Linked DNA regions of Macaca mulatta: regions 1 and 2 are each linked to region 3. The links are chromatin contacts, called in public Hi-C maps. All regions are on one chromosome and are shown on one strand. Each heading gives the region's core, a stretch centred on a gene start, on an enhancer-like site or on the middle of the called end of the contact. The rest is flanking DNA. Distances are from core to core; before and after follow the strand shown.

The links. A called contact is a pair of places that touch in the nucleus more often than the background predicts.
Region 1: a Hi-C map of liver shows a contact between it and region 3, with 3 times the contacts expected there. The contact joins the promoter of DCK here to the promoter of GRSF1 in region 3. A contact is called at or near these places in 3 of 14 Hi-C or Micro-C datasets (cortical neurons, fetal cortex germinal zone and liver).
Region 2: a Hi-C map of liver shows a contact between it and region 3, with 3 times the contacts expected there. The contact joins the promoter of UTP3 here to the promoter of GRSF1 in region 3. A contact is called at or near these places in 2 of 14 Hi-C or Micro-C datasets (cortical neurons and liver).

Annotation. Positions count from the first base shown.
Region 1 is chr5:62,851,301-62,855,348 of T2T-MMU8v2.0, reverse strand. DCK (deoxycytidine kinase) reads left to right here and starts at 2,185. Exons shown (of 7, transcript NM_001257554.1): 1 at 2,185-2,330. The coding sequence starts at 2,240.
Region 2 is chr5:63,165,994-63,170,213 of T2T-MMU8v2.0, reverse strand. UTP3 (UTP3 small subunit processome component) reads left to right here and starts at 1,330. Exons shown (of 1, transcript XM_001105717.5): 1 at 1,330-3,347. The coding sequence starts at 1,488. The coding sequence ends at 2,924. It overlaps LOC144341169 (a long non-coding RNA gene), which reads right to left and starts at 1,123. Exons shown (of 3, transcript XR_013417952.1): 1 at 948-1,123.
Region 3 is chr5:63,014,319-63,018,398 of T2T-MMU8v2.0, reverse strand. GRSF1 (G-rich RNA sequence binding factor 1) reads right to left here and starts at 2,271. Exons shown (of 10, transcript NM_001267002.1): 1 at 1,860-2,271. The coding sequence starts at 2,213.

The DNA.
Region 1 (4,048 bases), core at 936-3,435, 160 kb after region 3:
CCCAACTTCCTTGCTATACCTGATGACAACTATTCAGGCCTTTTCGATTCCTAGGATCTTGCTATTAATCACTATGGGGATAAGTAAAAGTAATACATACAAAATAATTGCATAACAGTAATATAGGGCAGTTACATAGAATGATACTTGCTGTTTAATCCTGGAAAATGTGATCGCCAAGGATTCAGATTTAATTTCTGCTCTTTATTTCTGAGGATGGAGTCACCATTTTCCCCTTTTGGCTACACATTTAGATCCTTTTCAGGTCTCATGGTAGTTGCAGTGTAAAAAAAGAATAGCAAGGCCTTTGGTTTCTGTAGACAATTTGGACCAGATAACTTCTAGACTGGGTAATATCCGGTTTATTAGTGTTACTGAATGGGAAGTCTTGACTCTGAATTGTCTGGGTTCTTGGCGTGTTGAAGAATTGAACAAAACGTAGAAACAAAGCAACAAAAGAAGGAAGCAACGAAAGACAAAGCAACAAAACGGAGTAACAAAAGCACAAAATTTATTGAAGCGAAGGAAGTCCTTCAAGAGTCCCAACTGCAGTGTTCTTAAGGTTTACTAGGCTAAAAGAATTTGATAGACCCCTAGGCAATTGATTACACCCTATGAAAGATTGGCCTGCGACCAATCAGAGGCTGAAATGGAGATGGCTGAGAAAAGCAGGCTGATGCGGAAACTTGTCTTTTTTTTTTTTTTTTTTGAGGCAGAGTCTCGCTCTGTCGCCCAGGCTGGAGTGCAGTGGCGCGATCTTGGCTCACTGCAAGCTCCGCCTCCCGGGTTCACGCCATTCTCCTGCCTCAGCCTCCAGAGTAGCTGGGACTACAGGCGCCCACCACCACGCCCGGCTAATTTTTTGTATTTTCGGTAGAGACGGGGTTTCACCGTGTTAGCCAGGATGGTCTCGATCTCCTGACCTCGTGATCCGCCCGCCTCGGTCTCCCAAAGTGCTGGATTACAGGCGTGAGCCACCACGCCCGGCGGAAACTTTTGTCTTGTAATCACAGGAGTGAAGGTGTGGCCTGTATGCTGCCTAGTCTTGCCTAGAACTGGCTGCACCTGCTGTTCTTTTGCTTATGCCTTAACCCTTGGTTACCCTAATTCCCTAGTCTCTTGCCTCATTAGGTCTTTACCCTGACTAAAAATGCACTCATCGAGCTGGGACAAATCCTACACTGCGTTTGTCCCAGCAGAGTACATGGCACATAAGTAGGCATTCAAAAATTCAACATACAGTACATTTTGTTACCTATGTGCCAGGTGTTAGGCAGGCTAACAGCCGAACAGAAACCTACCTACCCAACGTGCTAACTTCTATGCAGCATGGTCGTGCATCCAAATCAAATGGAAAGCGGTATGGGAGATCTGGAAAGGCTTCCCGTGGGTGGCATCTGACTACCTAAATTCCCATCCCAGTTTCACTTATTGACTTTGACACTTGGAACAAGCAGCCTCCCAGTGCCTGTTTTCCCACTAGTAGGTAAATGGGCTAATGACAGTATCTTCGCCACTAGACTGAATTAATGAAAAGCACATAGAGGAAGAGAGCCTGGCTCTCTAAGTGGGCAGTGCGATTCCCGAGGGCGGAACTTCGCTTCATAGTCTTCCTCTAGGCTGAGAAGCCAGGGTAAATCCATTTGATTTTCCTACCACACAGTGCCTTCTCCCCTGATGAGTTCAAATCTTTAAGTCTATCCAGTTCTGTCCAGACGCGTCTGTTCATCTCCAGCAGGCCCACTGGAGAGGCGGGTTTTCCAAAGCCTGGCACGGCCCACTGCAGATGACGCCCCCTGTCCTCCAATGCCCTCAGGCCTCTGGCGTCCACCCTTCCTCCCCACCCGACTCCGGAACCTCTTCCAGCGCCCCGCCCGGGCGCCTGGCTGCGAGGGTAGAGGCCTTCCGCCACACGCGCGGCCCCGCCCCGGCCTCCACGTGACGTGGCGTGCGAAGCGCCCATGCGGGGAGTCGCGCTGGAGGCGGGCTAGGGCCGAGGGGCAACCAGAGATCGGTGGGCTGAGGAGGGCGGGGCCACGCCACAGGCCCGCCCCTGTCCTCAGCTGCCTCCGCGCGCCAAAGTCAAACCCCGACACCCGCCGGCGGGCCTGTGAGCTCACTAGCGGACGGGGCAGGTCGGGATCTGCCTCGGCTGCGCCGCGAGCTCCAGTGCGCGTACCTGTGGCCGCCTCCCAGCCCTCTCTGCTGGACGCGCTCTGGGCCGCCACAAGACTAAGGAATGGCCACCCCGCCCAAGAGAAGCTGCCCGTCTCTCTCAGCCAGCTCTGAGGGGACCCGCATCAAGAAAATCTCCATCGAAGGGAACATCGGTAAGGAGCCTCCAGAAATGTGGGACGCAAGGCTGGGGTGTCGCGGCAGTGGCTGAAGCTTCCCTTCGCCGCATCTCTGTGCAGCTCCTCGGTGAGGGCTTTCCCTCCAGCCTGGCCGTGTGGACGCGCCCTCGGCTTCCTTTCCCACCCAGAGCTTCCTTCCCTTCCCTCCCGCGCCACGGGGTGACTGCGGTCCCCGGAGTCAGACTGGGCGCCAGGCCTGTGGTCTCTGTGAGGCGCGCTTTGAGCCTCTGCGCCCTCTTTGTTGGGAACTCGCAAAGGGAAGCGGGGGAAGGGTATCAGATTTCTTGAGGTGTAACTTACATTAAATTCACCCTTTTTAGGTGTACTCTTTTATGAGGTTTGACAAACATTATGCGTTTTACTATCACCACGATCGAAATACAGAACATTTTCATCACCTCAGAAAGTTCCTACCTGCTCCTTTGTAGTCAGCGCCCTCCACCCTTCCTATTCCCTGACACCCACTGATTTGATTTCTATCCCTGCAAGTGTTGCCTTTTCCAGAATGCCATATAAATGGAATCATAGGCTATATCGCCTTTTGTGTCTGGCGTCTTTCATTTAGCATAATGCTTTTGAAATTCATTCATGTTACTTGTGTGTGTAGTTTTTTTTTTTTTTTTTTTTTTTTATTGCTGAGTAGTATTCCATTGCATGGATGTACCATCGTTTATCGATTTTCTAGTTGTGGACCTCTGGGTTGTTTACAGTTTTTTAGCTATGTTATTACCGAAACATTATTTTAGCTATATTATTAACGAAACTCGAAACATTCGAGTACAAGAAAAGAGGTCTTTTATGATCTTAATAGCATGCAATTCCTCACCCCTTACTCCACATCCAAGTAAACATTGGATTATGATTCGAAGACCACTAACGTTTCTGTTAACTCAGATGGGGTGCTAAGACTAGGTCATTTTGCAAGATACACACCAACGTCCGATTCTTCTGTATTTCCAACCTCAGGAAACCTACCCCTGAAACTTCCTGTTTTGATAGATTTTTTTTTTTTTTAATTTTTTTAGCTCCAGGTTGGGTGCTGGTCATTCATGCATACAGCAAATTTTTAAAAATTCTTACCACATTCAAAGCACTGTACCTTCTTGAAAAAGACAAGGCAGGCAGATGCTTAGTATTCAAATCAATAGAAAAAAAATACATTCTCAAAGAGGACTTCTTATTTCATTGCTCCATAATTAAGGCACCAGTAGAAAGACCATATACTATACTTAGCAATGTAAGTTATTTGACGGTGCATGTTTACTAGTATGGAACCCCTGACAGTTGCTTACTGAATAAAGAAGACCATATATAAAGACAGGAGAAAGTGGCTGAACAAAGCCATCTGAAAAGTAAATTTGAGGCAGGGCATGGTGGCTTATACTTGTAATCCCAGGATTTTGGGAGACTTAGGCAAGAGGATCACTTGAATCCAGGAGTTTGAGACCAGCCTGGGCAACATAGTGAGAACTCATCTCCAAAAAAAAATTAAAAAATTAGCTGCATGTGCTGGTGTGCCTGTGGTCCCAGCTACTCAGGAGGCTAAGGCAGGAGGATTGCTTGAGCCCAAAGATCAAGGCCACAGTGAGCCATGCTCACACTACTGCACTCCAGCCTGGGTGACAGAGCAAGACTCTGTTAAAAACACAAAAACAAAACAAAAAAGTAAAGTTGAATGAATAACCCCTCAGATT
Region 2 (4,220 bases), core at 81-2,580, 150 kb before region 3:
GTTACACGGGAGGCTGAGGGAGGAGAATCACTTGAACCAGGGGATCGGAGGTGGCAGTGAGCTGAGATCGCCACTGCACTCCAGCCTGGCGACAGAGCGAGCCTCTGTCTCAAAAAAAAAAAAGAAAAGAAAAGAAAACAGAAAGAAATTGTCACCATTAATTTTATTTTATTTATTTTTTTGAGACAGAGTCTCCGTCTGTCGCCCAGGGTAGAGTGCAGTGGTGCGATATCGCCTCACTGCCACCTCCGCCTCCCGGGTTCAAGTGATTCTCCTGCCTCAGCCTCCCGAGTAGCTGGGATTGATTACAGGTGCCCGCCCCCAAGCCCTGCTAATTTTTTTTGTATTTTTAGTAGAGACTGGGTTGCACCATTGTTGGCTAGGCTGATTTTGCACTCCTGACCTCAAGTGATCCACCCACCTCGACCTCCCAAAGTGCTTAGGATTACGGGCGTAATCCACCGCGCCCAGCCATGTCACCATTAATTTTAGCAACATATCAAAAGTTCAGCTTCCAACCACCTACACTAAAAGGTATCATAATACTAACCCCGAACCTTGCATATGTAATGCCTAAAAACTTACACCCTGAATTACTCTAACATTCAGGGCAGACCTCCTCGAGAAGAGTCAGACCCTGCAGTGGGGCTCTGCCTTCCCACCGTCAGCCTCAGGGTCATCTAGGTTTATCGATCCCCATGGAGCGGGTCCCCGAGCTCTGTAAGCAGGGAGAGGGCGAGGGGGATGAGTAAACCCGAGCCGGAGGTCCGGCCTGCGCTCTCCCCCGGAAACCTCCCGCGGGATTCTGGAGTCTAGCGGCGCTGCCTGAGGCTGTGGTGCCCAGAAATGTGGTGGTGGGGCGGGGGGGTGGGTATGAGAGAAAAACAATCTGATTAACTTCCAGCCTGATAAGCAGAAAAGAGAAAACAAGGGAGCAGGAGAACTACACTAGCACACGCCTGCCGGTCGCAAATGCCAGGTACACGCGCAGTTAAAACTCCATGGAATGCCCCCACGACTTCTCCAGGGCGTAAAGCGCAGCGCCCTCTATTGGCCGTCTGGATCTCGCCTGGAGGTGCCGTCAAGATTCCGTCCGCCAGCCACGTCCAGGCACTCCAGAATAAGCGCATGAGCCCCAAGAAAGGGTTCGGTGGAACGGAACTTCCTTATCCTATCGTTTCCACACGGAAAGATTTTAATTCACCGGAATCGACTGGCGTCAAAGGGCACAGCGAAAAGGAAGTTGGTATCAACGTGACCTCGCCTAAGGGACCGAGCGGAAGTCCTGAATCGTACGCCACGCGGAGAGCATGCTGGGGGCCGGAAGGTAAAAGAAATTCCTGTAGCGGATCCTGAGTCTGCAAACTCTGGTGGCGGGGGAGCGCGCGGCTGTTTAAAGCCACGAGTTATCGGAGCGTCTGATTCCTGCACCGAAGTCAGAGGTGGCCGAAAGTCCGGAGTCGCTGTAAAACCTGAGATTGTGAGCCATGGTGGGGAGATCCCGGCGGCGCGGAGCAGCTAAGTGGGCAGCTGTGCGAGCCAAGGCAGGTCCCACGCTCACCGACGAAAACGGAGATGATTTAGGATTGCCACCCTCACCAGGGGACACCAGCTACTACCAAGATCAGGTAGATGACTTTCATGAGGCACGATCCCGGGCCGCCTTAGCTAAGGGCTGGAATGAAGAACAGAGTGGAGACGAGGAGGATGGCGAGGAGGAGGAGGAGGAGGTGCTAGCCCTAGATGTGGACGATGAGGACGACGAAGATGGGGGGAGTGCGGGGGAGGAGGAGGAGGAGAATGCCGATGATGATGGTGGGAGCTCCGTGCAGAGTGATGCTGAGGCCTCTGTGGATCCCAGTTTGTCGTGGGGTCAGAGGAAAAAACTTTACTATGACACGGACTATGGTTCCAAGTCCCGAGGCCGGCAGGGTCAACAGGAGGCAGAGGAGGAGGAAAGAGAGGAGGAGGAGGAGGCACAGATCATTCAGCGGCGCCTAGCCCAAGCGCTGCAAGAGGACGATTTTGGTGTCGCCTGGGTTGAGGCCTTTGCAAAACCAGTGCCTCAGGTAGATGAGACTGAGACACGGGTCGTGAAGGATTTGGCTAAAGTTTCAGTGAAGGAGAAGCTGAAAATGTTGCGAAAGGAATCCCCAGAACTCTTGGAGCTGATAGAAGACCTGAAAGTCAAGCTGACAGAGGTGAAGGATGAGCTGGAGCCATTGTTACAGTTGGTGGAACAAGGGATCATTCCACCTGGAAAAGGAAGCCAATATTTGAGGACCAAGTACAACCTCTACTTGAATTATTGTTCGAACATCAGTTTTTATTTGATCCTGAAAGCTAGGAGAGTCCCAGCACATGGACATCCTGTCATAGAAAGGCTTGTTACCTACCGAAATTTGATCAACAAGCTGTCAGTTGTGGATCAGAAGCTGTCCGCAGAAATTCGTTATCTGTTGACACTTAAGGATGATGCTGTAAAGAAAGAACTGATTCCGGAAGCAAAATCCACCAAGCCCAAACCAAAGTCTGTTTCAAAGACTTCTGCTGCTGCCTGTGCTGTTACAGATCTTTCTGATGATTCTGATTTTGATGAAGAAGCTAAACTGAAGTACTATAAAGAAATAGAAGACAGGCAAAAGCTAAAGAGAAAGAAAGAAGAAAATAGCACTGAAGAACAGGCTGTTGAAGATCAAAATGCAAAGAGAGCCATTACCTATCAAATTGCTAAAAATAGGGGACTTACTCCTAGGAGAAAGAAGATTGACCGCAATCCCAGAGTGAAACACAGGGAGAAGTTCAGAAGAGCCAAAATTCGAAGAAGAGGCCAGGTTCGTGAAGTTCGTAAAGAAGAGCAACGTTATAGTGGTGAATTATCTGGCATTCGTGCAGGAGTTAAAAAGAGCATTAAGCTTAAATGAAGTTTTTGCTTAGCATAAGTTTTTGGCAATTGTGGATCAATACATTTTTACTTTTAACTAAAGTGATTGTATTAATATATAATACTTTAAATTTTAAAAATTCTTGTCCACAGGGAAATTTGTCTGGGTTATTGGACAATTTATATTAAGATTATAAGAACTGTGGGAGCAATATGAAGGTGCTTGAGAAAAGAGATGATGTTGAAGTTTTTCAGTATTCTGTTAAACAGGTATTAGCTTAGGCAAATTTCACAGTTCATTGTACAGTGTTAAACTCAGAACATGTGTAACTTTTCACATAAAGAGAATGCACCTTTGAGAGTTATTTGTAAAGCAGCCTATAAAATAGTTCTGAAATATTTTATTTACCTAACTGTAATTATTGGGCTACTTGTTAATAAATGGACTTAATGTTAACATGGATTTCATACGTTCTGTGTGGTTTAAAAGCATAGGAATGAAACTTTGGTTAAAAGTAGAAAAAGGAAGATATATGCCGTAATTACATCAATTGTCAATATTTTCTCATAGTTCTTCATGTGGTAAATAAGATAAAAATCCCATTTCCCCTTCTTTACTGGTGATTTGCAGCGGTTGCTGCTTGTGCTTGCACTCCATTTGCTAAAAATTTGATATGATTACTACTAGGTAAGTGGTAACTAAGTGGCAACAAAGTTCCATTTTTACAGAGTCTCACTCTAGCCCAGGCTGGAGTGCAGTGGCAGGATCTCTCGGCTCACTGCAACCTCCACCTCCCGGGTTCAAGTGATTCTCCTGCCTCAGTCTCCTGAGTGGCTGGGATTACAGGTGCTCACCACCACGTCCAGCTAATTTTTGTATCTCTAGTTGAGACAGGGTTTTGGCTAGGCTGGTCTTGAACTCCTGACCTCAAGTGAGCAGCCCGCCTTGGCCTCCCAAAGTGCTGGGATTACAGGCATGAGCCATCACGCCCAGCTCAATGTTCCATTTTTCTTTGCTGCTACACTGGTCTCTAAGTAGAGGGAAGATGTCAAGGTGGTGAATGTAAAAATAGGATATTGCCAGGGAAGAAAATGAGAGGACTAGTGAAGGAAACCCACAAAAAAAAGCGCTAATTTCCTCATTGTGTCACTGTGTATTCAGTAAACATTGTGCTAGCTGCTAGAGATGCAGAGATGATGCATGATTAATATTTATTGAACACTTGCCATGTGCTAGTTGTACATCACCTCATTTAATCTTTAAAATAACTTTGCAAGGTGATACTATGCTCTTACAGATGAGGATGCTGAAATTTTGGAAGGTTGACCTTCTAAA
Region 3 (4,080 bases), core at 1,022-3,521:
CTAAGAAGACAACTCAGGCTTTAAGACTTGCACTCTACTGGGCTAGGTGCGGTGGCTAACGCCTGTAATCCCAGCACTTTAGGAGGCCAAGGTGGGCGAATCACGAGGTCAGGAGTTCAAGACCAGCCTGGCCAACATGGTGAAACCCCATCTCCACTAAAAATACAAAAAATTAGCCGGGTGTAGTGGCGTATGCCTGTAATCCCAGCTACTCGGGAGGCTGAGGCAGGAGAATCGCTTGAACCCGGGGGGCTGGAGGTTTCAGTGAGCTGAGATCTCGGCATTTCACTCCAGCCTGGGCTACAGATCAAGACTCCGTCTCAAAAAAAAAAAAGAAAAAAAGACTGCACTCTACTGGACTAAGGACAGAGATATCTTTGTACTATCAATCATTTTTTTTTTTTTTGAGACGGAGTTACGCTCTTGTCGGCCAGACTAGAGTGCAACGGCGCAATCAGCCTCCCGAGTAGCTGGGATTACAGGCGCCTGCCACCATGCCCGGCTTTTTTGCGTTTTTTAGTAGAGATGGAGTTTCACCATGTTGGTGAGGCTGGTATCGAACTCCTGACCTCAGGTGATCCACTCGCCGCAGCCTCCCAAAGTGCCGCGCCCGGCCCTATCTATAATTTTCATGAAGGCTTAATGTTTAGTTTTAAGGAATAAATGTAAGCAGTGTCTAACACATAGATGCTCTACAGATACCACTGCCTCAATTTCACAGAAAAAAAAAAAAAGAGAAGCTAGCTCACAAAGGTTCATTAGAGATTGTTTTGTTGTGGTTTTTGTAGACAACTTTCCCTATTTTTCCAGAATTCCATAAGCATCACAAGCTTTCACAGAAAAAGGCAGCGGAAAGTATTGGGCCAGGATTCTAATCAATTAGCTCAGCCGCTGGCACACAGCAGCCATGCTAATGAGCCTCCCAGTCTCCCTAAGTTAAAGGAGAAGCACAAATTGAATTCAGATAAATATGACCCAAAGAATCAGGGGCTGGGTAGTTAAAAAGTGCAGACACTTCCCAGATGCCACATAACAATAAGAGAAAGGTTCATCTACAAGACACAAAATATTTGCAATCTGAGTTAAGTACATACCGACTTTTCTAAAAAATAAAGAAAAAATGGAAAGGAAAACATTGTAAATTCATTCCTGGGACCCCAAATTGTGTCCTCAACCCTCAACGCTCCCTCCCCTTCACCCCCTCCCACCAACAGCTAAACCTCCAAACTGCTTTCCCAGACGAGGCGACACACAGTCCTAAAAGACCTTCTGTACGAGTGGAGTTGCAGAGGTGACCTTCAGTAAACCGGGACAGCTCGTCTTTCCCTGGGGACAGGACAGGGAAGGGCGCGATGGGGACAGGTTCCTTCCCTACAAGCCAGCCCACGCAACTGTGTGCGCGCACCTTCTCAGCCGCGGCCCACCGAGAGGCGCCGAGGGCCGCCCAGGCCTAGCGCTCACGCTGCACGGAAACCCCCAACCCTCGGCGGGCTCCGGCCTCGCAACTTCACAACCTGCTGGTGGAAAGCAAAAGGGATCCGAGGTGGGCGCGTCAGCAGCCTCACGAAACCTACCATGGGCCCGGCGGGGAACAAGGCCTCAACATTCACCCCAGCCACACTTAAACTGCCCAACAGACCCAGAATCGAGGGGAGAACAAATCAAGGAGAAAACCCGACGCCTAGGAGAGCTTCCCTTGTTCCGGGGCCCAATAGGAGCACAGGGCGGACGGGGGAGGGTGTGCGGCGCGAGTCGCGGATCCCCGGGCGCGCCAGCGAAGTGCACACGGAGGGGCGCGGGGGCGCGTGCGCGCAGCCCGGGAGGGGTCTAGCGCCAGGTCCCTAGCGGCGCCCACGTACCTGGCTGTAGCTACGCGTCGGGCCCGCGGCCGCCGCCAGCGACTGCGGCAGCAGAGGGGCACGGAGGGCAGGGTAGGCCGCGGCGGCCGCCGCCGCGGCAGAGGTGGCCACAGGGGAAGGCCCCGCCAGCCTCCCGGGAGGCACAGGCCCGGTCTGGAGGCCACGCGTCTGGGAGGCAGCGGCCGCGGCGGCCCCGAGCAGCAGCAGGAGGCGGCGGCGGCCCGAGACGCCAGACGGGATAGAGCCAGCGGCAGAGTAGAAGGGCAGGCAGGCGGCGCCAGTGCGCCGGCAGCTGCTGCAGTTACAGCCGCAGCCCCGGAGCAGCGCCCCGAGTACCCAGCGCGTGCCGGCCATGGACTCCGGAGGCGGCGTGGGGCCTGTAGGCAGCTGCGGCTGCAGCGCGAGTGGAGCGGAAGTGGAATCCAGGGCCGGTTGGGGGTGGGGGTGCCGGGAACATGCGCCGCGGGCACAGGGGGCAGCGGTGAGTCGAAAGAGGCGGAGGAGAGCGCGACGCTCCGCCCAGTCTCCGCCCTTAGGGCGGGGCTGCCCATAGCTTGGGAGGGGCCCCGGGAAGGGGGTGCAGTCGATCTGCTCTTTTTTCAGGCGGGGTAAACTGAGGCCCAAAGAAAGTGAGGCTTGGGCCGGGCACAGTGGCTCATTCCTGTAATCCTAGCACTTTGGGAGGCCGAGGTGGGCGGATTTCCTGAGCTCAGGAGTTTGAGACCAACCTAGGCATCACTGTGAAACCCCGTCTCTACTAAAATACAAAAAGTTAGGCCGGGTGTGGTGGCTCACGCCAGTAATCCCAGCACTTTAGGAGGCCGACGGAGGGGGAGCGGATCACCTGAGGTCAGGAGTTCAAGACCAGCCTGGCCAACATGGTGAAACTGTGTCGCTACTAAAAATGCAAAAATTACCCGGGTGTGGTGGCGGGCTCCTGTAATCCCAGCTACTCAGGAGGCTGAGGCAGGAGAATCACTTGAACCCGGGAGGCGGAAGTTGCAGTGAGCCGAGATCATGCTACTTCTCTCCAGCCTGGGCGACATACTGAGACGCCATCTCAAAAAAAAAAAAAAGGAGGGCCATCCTGCTCTGGGTAGAGCCGAGACCTATAGCACAGGTCTGTGCCACCCCAAGATGTGCCACCGAAACCCGTGGTGTGAACGGCTAAAGAACCTTTTCTGAAAGGAATTGTGATACTCTGGTTATTAAAAAAATCGTTGGGATAATATCGGAGATTTGGTACCCCCCAAATTTGAGATACATGAGGAAGGAGAGCATTCTTTGTTGTTTTAAAATGAAATACAGACACGGCGTGGTGGCTCATGCCTATAATCCCAGCACTTTGGGAGGCTGAAGTGAGAGGATCACTGGATCCCAAGAGTTGCAGACCAGCCTGGGCAACATAGGGAGACCCCGTCTCTACAAAAAATAAAAAAAGCCGGGCATGATGGCCTGGGCCTGTAGTCCCAACTACTTGGGAGGCCGATTGCTTCAGCCCAGGAGGTGGAGGCTGCAGTAAGCTATGATTGCCAACACTGAACTCCAGCCTGGGTGACAGAGTGAAACCCTGTCACTAAAAAAATAAAACATATATATTTATTATGTACTGATCAAGCGCATAACAAAGGTGAATCCTCCCCTAATGAAACTGTATTCACAAGGGAACACAGAGATTTGCACACACACACACACACACACACACAGAGACTGGTTGTGTAGCTTTCCTCCTCCTGAGACCAGGACCTGTCAGAGACAAGCAAAAGGAAGTTGTTAGAGTAAAAAATAAGAGAAAGCTAGTATTTTTAAAAACTTCTTACTGTGGAGAATATCAAACAGAAGAACAGAATGAATTTCCAGAACTTCATAAATTGTGAACACTTTTCAATCTTGTTTCATCTATCCCCTGCCACCATCTTCCAAACCTTATTTTCTTTGCTAGAATATTTTAAAGCAATGGGTATTACATTTAAAGTTTGACTTGTTTAACCTGTACTACTTTTAGGTAAGGAAAGTTCAGTATTTCTTAGAAAACCCTTTCCCCAACCAAAAAACAAAGAACAAGAAAAAAATTGATAGACTTGGCTCTATGAACCTGCAGTATCAAAGAGAAGGGGGCTCAGTTTTCTCTTTTGGGTTAAAATACAGTCCAACAGAGCCGGGCGCGGTGGCTCAAGCCTGTAATCCCAGCACTTTGGGAGGCCGAGACGGGCGGATCACG